Linked DNA regions of Sus scrofa: region 2 is linked to region 1. The links are chromatin contacts, called in public HiChIP or PLAC-seq maps. All regions are on one chromosome and are shown on one strand. The core of a region is the stretch at or near the end of the contact, and the rest is flanking DNA. Distances in the headings are between cores, read along the strand shown. Region 1 has its middle 22 kb from the start of SPG20. Region 2 overlaps SMAD9 (SMAD family member 9).

Evidence for each region. HiChIP or PLAC-seq counts read pairs in DNA pulled down with a chosen protein or histone mark.
Region 2: an H3K27ac HiChIP or PLAC-seq map of alveolar macrophages shows a contact between it and region 1. The contact joins two enhancer-like sites. A contact is called at or near these places in 21 of 47 Hi-C or Micro-C datasets (adipocytes, adipose tissue, alveolar macrophages and 13 more) and 2 of 2 datasets of contacts at active chromatin or transcription factors (alveolar macrophages and skeletal muscle).

The regions. Positions count from the first base shown.
Region 1 is chr11:12,365,630-12,371,328 of Sscrofa11.1, reverse strand. No RefSeq gene overlaps it. Among named protein-coding and RNA genes, the nearest start is that of SPG20, 22 kb to the right of the region's middle. Within about 2 kb of position 2,943, at least 4 of the 83 cell types and tissues checked have an H3K27ac peak or open chromatin away from gene starts, as enhancers often do. A contact at or near this core is called in alveolar macrophages, where this site is marked.
Region 2 is chr11:12,708,997-12,714,695 of Sscrofa11.1, reverse strand. All of the region lies in intron 3 of SMAD9 (SMAD family member 9), which reads left to right. Among named protein-coding and RNA genes, the nearest start is that of SMAD9, 16 kb to the left of the region's middle. Within about 2 kb of position 2,970, at least 7 of the 83 cell types and tissues checked have an H3K27ac peak or open chromatin away from gene starts, as enhancers often do. A contact at or near this core is called in alveolar macrophages, where this site is marked.

The DNA of each region.
Region 1 (5,699 bases), core at 1,694-4,193:
TGGCAAAGACGTGGAGAAAGGGAAGCCTTGCTGGGAACATAAATTTGTGTAGCCACTATGGAAAACAATGTAGAGAGTCCTCAAAAAATTAAAAATAGGAGTTCCCGTCGTGGCGCAGTGGTTAACGAATCCGACTAGGAACCATGAGGTTGCGGGTTCGGTCCCTGCCCTTGCTCAGTGGGTTAAGGATCTGACGTTGCCGTGAGCTGTGGTGTAGGTTGCAGACTCGGCTTGGATCCCACGTTGCTGTGGCTCTGGCGCAGGCTGGCGGCTACAGCTCCGATTCAACCCCTAGCCTGGGAACCTCCATATGCCGCGGGAACGGCCCAAAGAAATAGCAAAAAGCCAAAAAAAAAAAAAAATTAAAAATAGCACTACCCTATGATCCAGCAATTCTACTTCTGGGTTTTTTTTTTTTTTTTTAATAATCTTTCAAAAAGATATATGTACCTCCATGTTCCCTGTAGCATTATTTTCAATAGCCAAAATACGGAAACAAACTAAGTGTGCATCAGTGGATGAATGGATAAAGAAAACGTGGCATATACAGAGGCCTCATGTGCTTCAATATTTAGGATTAAGTGGAGATGGGAATGTGATGTCCTGAAAACCAAAGAGAGAAAATGTTTCAAGAAGACAGTGCTCAGTTGTGTCAGTTGTGCTGAAAAGTCAATTAGATGAGAAAAAGAACTGGCCATATCATTAATGAGATCACCAATTGGGGCCCTGATGTCTGGAAGGATTCTAGATGCAATTGAATTTCATGTGGTCCTGCTTCTCATTTCAGTGAACAATTACTGAGAATATACTGGTTGCCAGGTACTAGGCCAGGTGAGGAGGACAGAGCTGCAGCTGGAGGATAAAGACATGGAAACAAGGATCTGTAATTCAATATGACAAATTATATAACAAACCGTCTCAAGCTGGTATGAGAATGGCAGATAAAGAATAAACAGCCTCTGCATTTTTACTGTATGAGCTGTCTTATAACAATAAACCTCTAAGCCTCATTCTACTCCCAGTTCTCAAACTACTCTTATAGGCGCACTGATTTCTCACTAAATCCTGTTTTACTGATCTGGTGGTTTCAATTTTGCTGTTTCTGGATATTTTACATATTTAATAGTGCCAGCCACAGAACATGAACTAAGAAGAGGGAAGAGGTCTGTCTGGGAAAAAACTGAGTAAGATGTCACAGAGAAGGTGACATTTCTGAACTGGTTCCTGAAAGAGTAGTATGAGTCTATCAGGCTTATAAGAATCCAGGAATTTGCACACTGAAGAAGGAGAAGCGGCAAGAGGGAAGAGGGCTGGAGGGCCCGGCCCGCGTAGGGAAACACCCTCCGCTCCATATGGCCGGTCACACGATGTGGGGCATGTGAAGAGTCGAATTAATCCTGGTCCATAGCTGATGAGTTCCAGAGGGGAGCTCCATTCTGTTTCTCCAGAAGCCCAGTGAAAAGTTCTGCCCAGACCATAGCAGCCTGCCTGGAAGTGGGAGTTTGGGCTGCACCAGAAACACAGGAAGTCAAAGAGCCATTCTTAATAGATCATCTTCTTATAGAAGACTAACTCATTGTAGTTTGTTCTCAAACAATGTCATGCTGAGAATAAGGAGAGTAAAATATGATTCGTGTCATCTTCCAGATTTAATAGGCGTTTAAAAAACTTAAATTTAAATTCCATATGTGTAGTCGGGCGTTCTGAACTATAGATCGTTGTTCTTCATTTTAAAAAAATGTCTCTGCTCATTGGTACACGATGTAAACCTGGATCCGGGGTACAGGGCCCTGCACATGACATGATGCAGACGCTGTAAGCAACGGGATGGGAGAATGGAACTGTCGGCTCTTTGATATTAGGCAACTTCCTGAATACAATGGGCATAAAAAGGCACTAAGTACAGAGAGAGCATAAGATGAAGTGTTTATGCTTAGGAAATCCCTTCTTGAATCATACGTCATCAACCACAAGTTCTTGCCCGGGACACAGAATGTCTTGCCTGCTAGGAGCTCGGAGTCTGAACACAGCCTGACATCTGGAGCAAAGTGAAACATCCTATGATGAATTATAAAAAAAAAAAAAAAACTGGATTTAAAGTAAATATGCTCAAGAGAATGGTGGTTTTATTGAATCTTGAACTTTCACACCAGATGTCTAGGAAAAAGGGGTACTCCTATAGAGAAAATGCATGAATTGACATATGAGCACAGAAAGCTATTTTATATACTCTCAAAAGTCTCAAAAGTCTTTTTTTCTTTTCTTTTTTTAAAATCTTTTTGTCTTTTCTACGGCTGCACCCACAGCATATGGAGGTTCCCAGGCTAGAGGTCTAATCAGTGCTGTAGCCACTAGCCTACACCACAGCTCACAGCAACATCAAATCCTTAACCCACTGATCGAGGCCAGGGATCGAACCCGCAACCTCATGGTTTCTAGTTGGATTCATTAACCACTGAGTCAGGACAGAAACTCCCAAAGGTCTCCCTTTCAAACATCACTCTTTCATGAAAGTTATAAACAGCAGAATTGCAATGAAAAAGAAAAAAAGAACATTTTCCTCTAAGGATACAACCCTTAGGAAGGCCATCTTACCACCAGCAAAAAAGGTGTGCAGCATTGGGCAGCAAGAGTGAGCCTGGCTTGAAGTGTGTCTTTCCTGCCTTCTCAGCAATGCCTCGGTCCCTTTAGCTTAGGGTCTCCGCTTCCCTCAGACAGCGAGGCTGCAAGATCTGACCCAAGTCTTCCCAAGAGAAGTCACACCTGAAATGACCCCAGTCTTTTATATAGGATGACTATCACAGTGGTCAGGCGGAGCAGGGAGGGCCAGAGTCTGGCCGGCTGGGTGTCTGATATCAGAGAAATGGGCCTGAAGGCAGGCGGAGCAGCAGACTTCGCCAATTTATCCCTGTGCTTGGAGCTGGCACCGCCAGTCTTTGTTATAAACAAGCCCACAGTGCCCCCTGCAGGGCAGGAGAGCAGGGATTCGGGTTGATTTTGTTTTAGGTTATGCTACTGTCAAGTACTATTTTGGTAGAAACAGGGTAAGGAGATGAGAAATATGAATTGTCTCCATCTCCCAAAATAATGGGAGTTTAGCTATGCTGGCTTGAATTTGAGTTTGCAAAGCTTGTGATCAACAGAATCTGTACAGTCTAGGAATGACAGTCTCTCAAAAAAGACAGTCATGAAAAGTTTAAATGTTTGTGGAGAAAAATGTAACCCCCTTCCCTTCCCCTTGATAGACATGTTTTGCATCTTTATGACTTCTATGAATTTTAATTATGTGTACACTTAGTTTTGAATGATTATAATTATATGTATACTAAACTCCATTTAATATTTTTTCAATCATTATTTATAAATTTCAATGGCTATGTAGGCCTATTAAGTTGCTGCATAATAATCACATTTTTGTGCCTTGATGCTTTGACCAGTATTTAATCCAAATGATGTATATTAATGATTTAGTTGTTTCCCTTTGAATTTTAGGATAATAAGCATAGTGACCAGTGGCAGATGCACAAACTTTGGAAGAAGAAAGACTTGAATTCAATCCTGATATACCCACTGTTACACAATGTGTCTGTGGGAATATCAACTATCCTCTCAGCAGCTCAGATGTCTCTCCTTTATAATGGGGCTGCTAAGACTTAAATGATACAACACAAGTACAGCATCTAACCTGGGCTTGCAGTGTGGTACTAGCATAATCGAGGGCTAGCTGTTGTGCTGCAGCAAAATTTATTAACTATCAAAATTACTAAGTCGGATGCCTTCCCTGAGCCTGCACTTCTAGCCCAGCCAGTCATTCAGTAAAAATAACACATGCCCACTTGTCCCCTTCCCTCTTCTCTTTAAATAAATAAGACCTTTTTTTGATTGCTAGAATAGAAGCCAGAGTATTAAAATAAGAACGGGAAAAAGAGAAGAAGTAAATGTAAGGCAGAGCTGGAGGGATAGTTTTAGAGCATTGACATCGGAAGAGATCCTGTAGCCCAGGAAAATTGGAGAGAGGAGAAGGGGGCTTTCGCTAAGAGCCACCCTGCTAATGTTCTTCAGTGAATAAAAGCAAAGAGTGTAGTCACATTTTAAAATTTCCTTGCTTCTAAATTCGCCTTAGGATGTGGCTTTGTTCTGAAAATAAGCCATGTGGACCCCTAGACGTGTAAGAATTATGTCTCCACCACCGCCATCATCATTATGTCAGTATTTATTCATAGACTGGAGATCACAGGATGACGGGGTAAAATCATTTTCATAACTAAATGGTTTTCTGTTTAGAGGGACTGCTCAGGTTAACATTGGTTTGACTCCCTTTCAAAAGAATTGTACCAAGTTCTTCCTCTGGTCTTCTTATGTGCCCGGGGCTACCGCTCTTTGGGGTGCATTGGTCATGAAGCATCGGTCTCTAGAAACCTAAGTATAGGTCTGGGCTTGTGGGCAGTGGGACTCACGTAATCTCTGGGGAGAAGGGAGGCAACTGGAGAAGGCTGTCTTTTCTCATAAGCGGGAGTTGACAGCTGTTCTCTCCCCAGCCCTTCTGGCAGTCATACCTTCGAGGGCCAGTTCTTAATGTTTATTGCCTCAGCCACTCCGCAGTACATGTACACAACTCCAGCACAAATCACGAAAACGTCAAATCTAGATTTACCAATCCGATGAGAACAGCAGTTTCAGCCTTGAAGGGATCTATTCTTCGAAGCTCTTCAGAGGAGTCTGCTTTCTCACAGCATTTAAACAGATCTGTTATCTTCTTGACCTGAATACCTAGAGGAAAAGCTAAAAACAAGCAATATCTGTATTAGCTTAAGGTTGCAATTAAATGGAAAGCAAAATTTAGAACAACAGCAAAACCCTGATACAGATCAGTTCACAAGAGTCATATAACATTATCAGCTCTTTAAATAAATAATAGCCCCGGCCAGAGTAAATAAATGGGAAGTATCAATCTTGGCATTACGAACGGCAATAAAAATGAGGATATTCACACCTGCAAAAGGAATGGCCACTCTTGTGCCTCCTAATTAAAGAATAACATAAAATGTAAGAAATCTGGAAAAAATAAATGTTTAGGTCAATTGATACTGATAGAAGTTGTGGGGTAATTCTGTATCTTCCTACCACAGTAATAATTTACAACACAGCCACTAGAGTCAGGGTGATGTGCTGAGTAAGTTTTGTGTGATATTGGAATCTCTTTAGTAAGATATGGTGTTTCTGGAAATGTGAAGTGTCAAGGATGTCATGGAGTAGCTTTTGGCTTGTCTGTTTTGTGGGGTGGTTTTTTTGTTTTGGTTTGGTTTTTGTTTTTGTCATTTACTTATTTTAGGGCCGAACCTAAGGCGTATGGAAATTCCCAGACTAGAGACTGAATCAGAGCTGCAGCTCACAGCCTGTGCCACAGCAACGCAGGATCTGAGCCGCGCATCTACAACCTACACCTAAGTTCACAGCAACGCTGGATCCTTAACCCCTGAGGATCGGGATAGAACCTGTGTCCTCATGGATACTAGTCTGGTTCATTACTGCTGAGCCACACTGGGAACTCTACAAATTGTTTTTTTATATTCTTTTTTCTTTTTTTAATTTTTATTATAGGAGATTTACAATGTTCTGTCGGTTTCTGCTGTATACACATATACATTCTTTTTCTCACATTATCCTCCATCATGATCCATCAGGCTTCATCGCAAGTA
Region 2 (5,699 bases), core at 1,721-4,220, 340 kb before region 1:
CAAGGTTACTGAATAAGTTAATTTGCTCAGTGGAGTTAATTACTAGAGACGCTCAGCCTTCAGACATTCATCTCACAAATATTTATTGAGCATCTCCTCTTAGCCAGGCAGTTCTGTCACTAGGGATGCGGCAATGGGAAACAAAACAAAATAAAAATTCCTGGCTTTGTGGATTACATATTAGTAATGAAAGACAAACAAGAAATTACAAACACACACACACAATGTCAAATTATAAGTGTCTAGAGGAAGATAAAGGAGGGGAAGAGAGTGGGGAGGGTAGCCAGGGCAAGCTTCCTAAGAAGGTGACACGTGAGCAGAGAGTAAAGTCTGGGTGCCAGAGGGGAGAGCTCTCCAAGCAAGGGGAACAGCAGGAACACAGACCCTGACACCTGCCTGGCACAGGGTGAGGAATGGCAGGAACACAAAGGTGAGTGGAACAGAGTAAGCGAGAGGCCAAGGAAATCATAGAAGAGGAGGGGACAGGACCAGGTCAAGGTCTTGAAGCCATGTGGAGTGCTTCAGCTTTGCCTGTGTGACGTAGGAAGGTAGCTTTAGGTTGGAGTTTATAAAAGGATCCCCTGGCTGTTGTATTGAGATGAGACTGTGGAGGTGGGTGGGACAAGACTGGGAAGTATCTACAGAGAAAAATTCTTTTATTATAGTTAATGATGAGCTATTTCTCCTCTCAGTAGTTACAGTTGCTTTGAGGTCACTTCTGGTTTGTGTTCCTTGCTGCTTAAGTTGAGAAAGACAGCTGGCCCTCTGAAGGGCCACCACCCTGTCAGCGGTGCATGCGTTTTTCCGTAGCAGTGATGGTTTATGCTGACTCACCCACAGCTTTCATCCTGCTTTCCATCTAATGTGACACAGCGTCAGGCAGTGGGGCTGGTATGAAGCCTTTGTTTGCAGCCTTGCAACAGTCAACAAATCTATTGCTTTGACCTCTTTAGCCAAGTGCTTTTAAATAGCAGAGGCTACTGCTTCGTCAGAGGGAGGACCTCACAGACCCTGCAGCACTGCATTCTAACATAGGTCTGTCCGTGTTCTTCCTTGAAAACCAAGCAAAGCACTCGAACTCTTTCGAATGGCTGGTAGCTGCTCCCATGGATTCCCCAATCTATGGGAAGCAGCCTGGAAGGCACTTACAGGTGTTACTTTTCTTGTCACTCATTTTCCAGAGGAGACAGGGGCAGCTCAGAGAGTTGAGTAGCTTGCCCATGGTCCCATGAGTAATGGTAGGGCTAAGCTCATGGCTTGTCTCCTGGGTCCCATGGCTCCCCTCTGCTGGGAGGGGGGTCCCTCCTTGCTCTTCTGTCTCAGCACCCCTCTTAAGTCACTGGTTGAGGAACTGAATCTTTCCACATGGAACAAAAACGCCACATGCCACAGCCATGGTACATCCTAATCAACCCTGAGATGTTGAAATAAGGCTCTAATAGTACTAAAGTGGTGACATTTTACAATTATATGCTTTAAAAATGGAAATCAGAGATTTCATATTTTCCTTACAGGAATATTCCAGAAAAGGGGGTTGTGGTTATAAGGATCTTTTTAGAAAAAAAGGTGAAGCCCTGCTGACATATCACACTTATTTGTGACTGCACAAAATAAGGCAAAGATTATTTTCTGATGGTTTGGAAAGCCGATTTGGATCATTGGAGTATACAACGCGCCTGCTTTTCTAGAGTGGCTCTTAGGATGGCCGTGATTTCCAAATAATGAGGAAAACCACAGTTTTGAATGGACTGCATGAGCATACGTGTGCTTTTAAGGAGATTGAGGTTGGATTATATTTCCTAGAGATGCACGACTTAATATAATCATAATCAATAGCACTGTCATCCCTAAGCGCCTGTGATTTGCGCTGTAACTGAAGGCAGCGCCACTGACCCTAGCAATGACCTGTGCCAGGTTCTCAGTGTGAAAAGACCCTCGGAGCAGGATGGGCATGTTTCTCCTTTGTAGCTGCAGACAGGCTGCGTTGTCTGGCTGCTAGCTGTGCTTCCCCTCGTGGGAGAAAGAGTAGGTAGTTATGATAATTCTGGAGGCATTAGCACCAGATGATGAATTTGCTGAAGCAAACCAAGACCTTCCTGAACATAATCATCATAGATTCCAGATCAGCTTTGGAATTTGTGTTCTTCATCCTTTTATGAATCTTTATTTTCTTGCACCTCTCAAGTGGTTCTGTAGAATTCTAGTAATGCCTCCTATTTTGTGAAAGACATTAGTCCTGAAGGCCTGGTTTGGTTTGTCAGTTCCTTAGAAAGTGGGCCTGCATGTCAAGGTGATTTGGGGATTGCTTCCTTTCCCAATGGATTTAGTTTCCCCATCTCAAAATGTCCTTTGCCTTCGGACTTTGAATGTGTATAAGGCTTCTCATCCCTGAAAAAGCAAATCCTAACAAGTTTTAACACCGACCGCCGAACGTTGTACTGTTGCAGTTTCACACAGGATATTGTAGAATCCTTAAAATGTTCAAAATACTTTAACACATGAAAAACAGGTTGTGAAAGATCCTGTAGAGTGTGATCCCAATTTTGTTTAAAACATGCACATAAAAGACTGAAAGGTCTATGATAAATGTTAGCTTTGATCATTTCTGGGCTGTGGATTTGTGGCTGATTTTTATTCTTTGCGTCTCTGTATGTTCTAAGTTTCCTCTAGTGAGTTTCTTGCTCCCGTGAGGATGGGTCGGGCTGGGATGGCTGCACTTGTGCTGAGAGAGAAAACATCCCGGTGCACCCACCCCGGCAGAGTCACTGAGTATGTGAACGCAGGGTGGGGCATTCAGTAGAGTTCAGTTCGGCCCAAAGCTGCTTGTTTATCACATTGTCCAGAGAGACTTCAAGTCTTCAACTCCAGCTTTAGAGGACTGACTTAGCTGAGAGCCTAAAGGCCAGCTCTCTGTGAATTGGAAGGAGTCTCTTTCTCAAGAGAAGTTACTGCCATCTGCTGGAGAAGTCTTGTGATAATTACACAACTCTGAAGACTGAGGCACAGCCTGGGTTTGTGCAGTGCACAATCCTGGGCACAGTCCTGGGTGGGCTCACCTCCATCCTATGGACCAAAGCCCTGGTATAGATCAGGAAATCTCTATTTTTATATTATTTTTTGTCTTACATTAAAACTTTTTTTTATTTTGGAAAATTTCAAAAATACACAAAAGTAGAGTCATGGACTAAATCTTCATATGACCAACTCCAGTTTCAATAATGAGTCACATTCTGTGCCATTCTTTTCCTCCAGCCTGCCACAGTATTTTTTTTTTTTTTTTTTTTTTTTAGGGCTGCACTCTCAGCATATGGAGGTTCTCAGACTAGGGGTCTAATCAGAGCTGTAGCCACCAGCCTATGCCAGGGCCACAGTAATGCCAGATCCAAGCTGTGTCTGTGACCTACACCACAGCTCACGGCAATGCCGGATCCTTAACCCTCTGAGTGAGGCCAGGGATTGAACCCTCAACCTCATGGTTCCTAGTTGGATTTGTTTCTGCTGTGCCATGACGGGAACTCCCACAGTATTTTTGCAAGAGTATTTTAAAACAAATCTCAGACCTTATATCCTTTCTCCTGTGTGTCTAAGTACGTGTCTAATGACATAAGGAACTTCTGAAAGTATCATCAGAAGATATTTTCTTAAAGTTCCAGATGATCCTGACAACCAGCCCAGTTTTTAGAATAGGCATTCAGAAAGTAGGGCAGCAAAGGCAAGGGGAAGATCAGTCACAGACTCCAGGGAGGATGTTGAGTTTGTGCTGGTAGGTTCAGGGTGTTTTCTAAGCAAAGTGGAGAGCCATCAGGGGTCTGAGCAGGGCCGTGGGTAATGAGAGTGCTTTCCCTCCCTCCCACTCAGGAGGGGATCCGTGCATCTTCCTTCTACTTTGGGATGCTGGCTCCCCCCTCTCACTGGTAGTAGATTCCAGAGCGTTGGCATCTGCTCACCAGCCTAACAAACCTGCCCTCCTCTGTCTGCTCCATCATCTGTCATTCAAGGCTGCAGAAGACGACCAGAGAGGAACAACCTGCAGTCCGACTCGACAGACCCAAATCAAACCCTGAGTCCTAATTAACCACCACACGGGACTCCAGACTCCCTAATCTCCTGTAGGTTGGGTGCAGGCACTCACAGATGGAAAACTGTGACACAGCCCAAGGGAGATGTAGTCCAAGGAGTAGGTAGAACTTGCCTGAGGACTACGTTGCCCAGCTTCTCTCTCTCTCTCTCTCTCTCTCTCTCTCTCTCTCAGGTGGCACCTTCTTTGGGCATTTATCCTAAATGTTCTCTATTCCCTATGGCAATCTAGCATCTCATACATGTGGTTTCAAGCCACTTTTCTGGCTTGTCAAGTGGATGCAAATAAAATTTTTAGATGCTGCTGTCTTTAGCCAAAACCTAGCCTCCTTCACACCGGGGTTGAAATCCCTCCTATACTGGTGCTCAGAGCCAAGCGCATCCCGTTGGCTCTGCCCCTTTTTCTCGCTCAGGAAGCAAAACTGCTGCTTCCTCGTCCAGGCTCTTCTCTGCTTTCCATGCTCTGTCAGCATGTCTGTGGTTGCGGATAAGAATGTAACAGGATTGAAAATCATCCCCTAAATAAAGACCAGAGTCAGGTAACAAAGATCTTATCTATCCTCCTTAATAGATCTGGGAGGATTATATATGTGAAGGTCATTCAATTCAAAGACATGCTAAACGCTTAGCAGCCTCACGCTGTAGCTCTTTTACCACTTGCTGTCTCTCTCTGCAAAAACCACAGAGCCCCCCAGAGGCAGGCCTTCCCCTGGGAGTGTTTAAAAGAAGTGGCTGGGATTTGCCTCGGCCTCACCTCTTACCTGTCGGTCAGTGCAGCCACGTTAACTGTGTCTTAGCCAATTAGGACTGTCCTTCTACCTACTCTTCAAGGCCAGGGCCACGGGTGTTAGATGCCAGGCTGCTCAGGGATGTGAATAATGGAGGTGAGAAAGAAGAGGAGGGCGAGGAAGGCTGAGCAGAGGAGGGGAGTGGTCTCACCTGGGCGGCCAGAGGGAACCTTGGCCCCAATATCACGGGCTCTACTTTCTCATTGTGACCCTGGATCAGTTTCTTCAGACTATGTTGGTACTTGTGGTTGGAATACATAATACTGAAAACCGTACTTTTCTAAAACTATTACGGGAAAGGAGATGGGAAACGGAAATCATAAAGCTGGCGGGAAGTAGTCACATACAATGAAAATTGCCTCAGTGGCTGCTTAGAACCTGACAGAGAGCATTTCTCCCAAATGTACAGTTAAGCTCCCTGATGGCCTGGTCTGGTGCTTAAGGATCTGGCGGCGTCACTGAATGCGGAGTTATGCAGAGTGCGGTCTGAGCACCCCTGAGGTCTTTCAGTTTCATTTATTTAAAAAAAAATTTTGTTTTTAAAAGATCCCAAATCTTTCACCTGAAGTATTTTCAGAGCCATGTCTTTAGCCCCTTGTCACCGCCCGGTGATTGATTTACAGTCCTGGTGTAGTGCTCTCAGAACTGTTTCTGCTGCAGGTTGGAGGACAACTGTTCTGGTGTAAATACGCCCCAGTCCCTTGCTGTCAATTTATGTTGAATCTGAAACCCAGACATTTGGAGGGAAAGCATCAACTAAAACTTAATTTGGAGTGAAGATGAGTGTGAGGCAGCATCCTCAGAAAGCGCTTTGCCTTTTAGCTCTGAGACTGG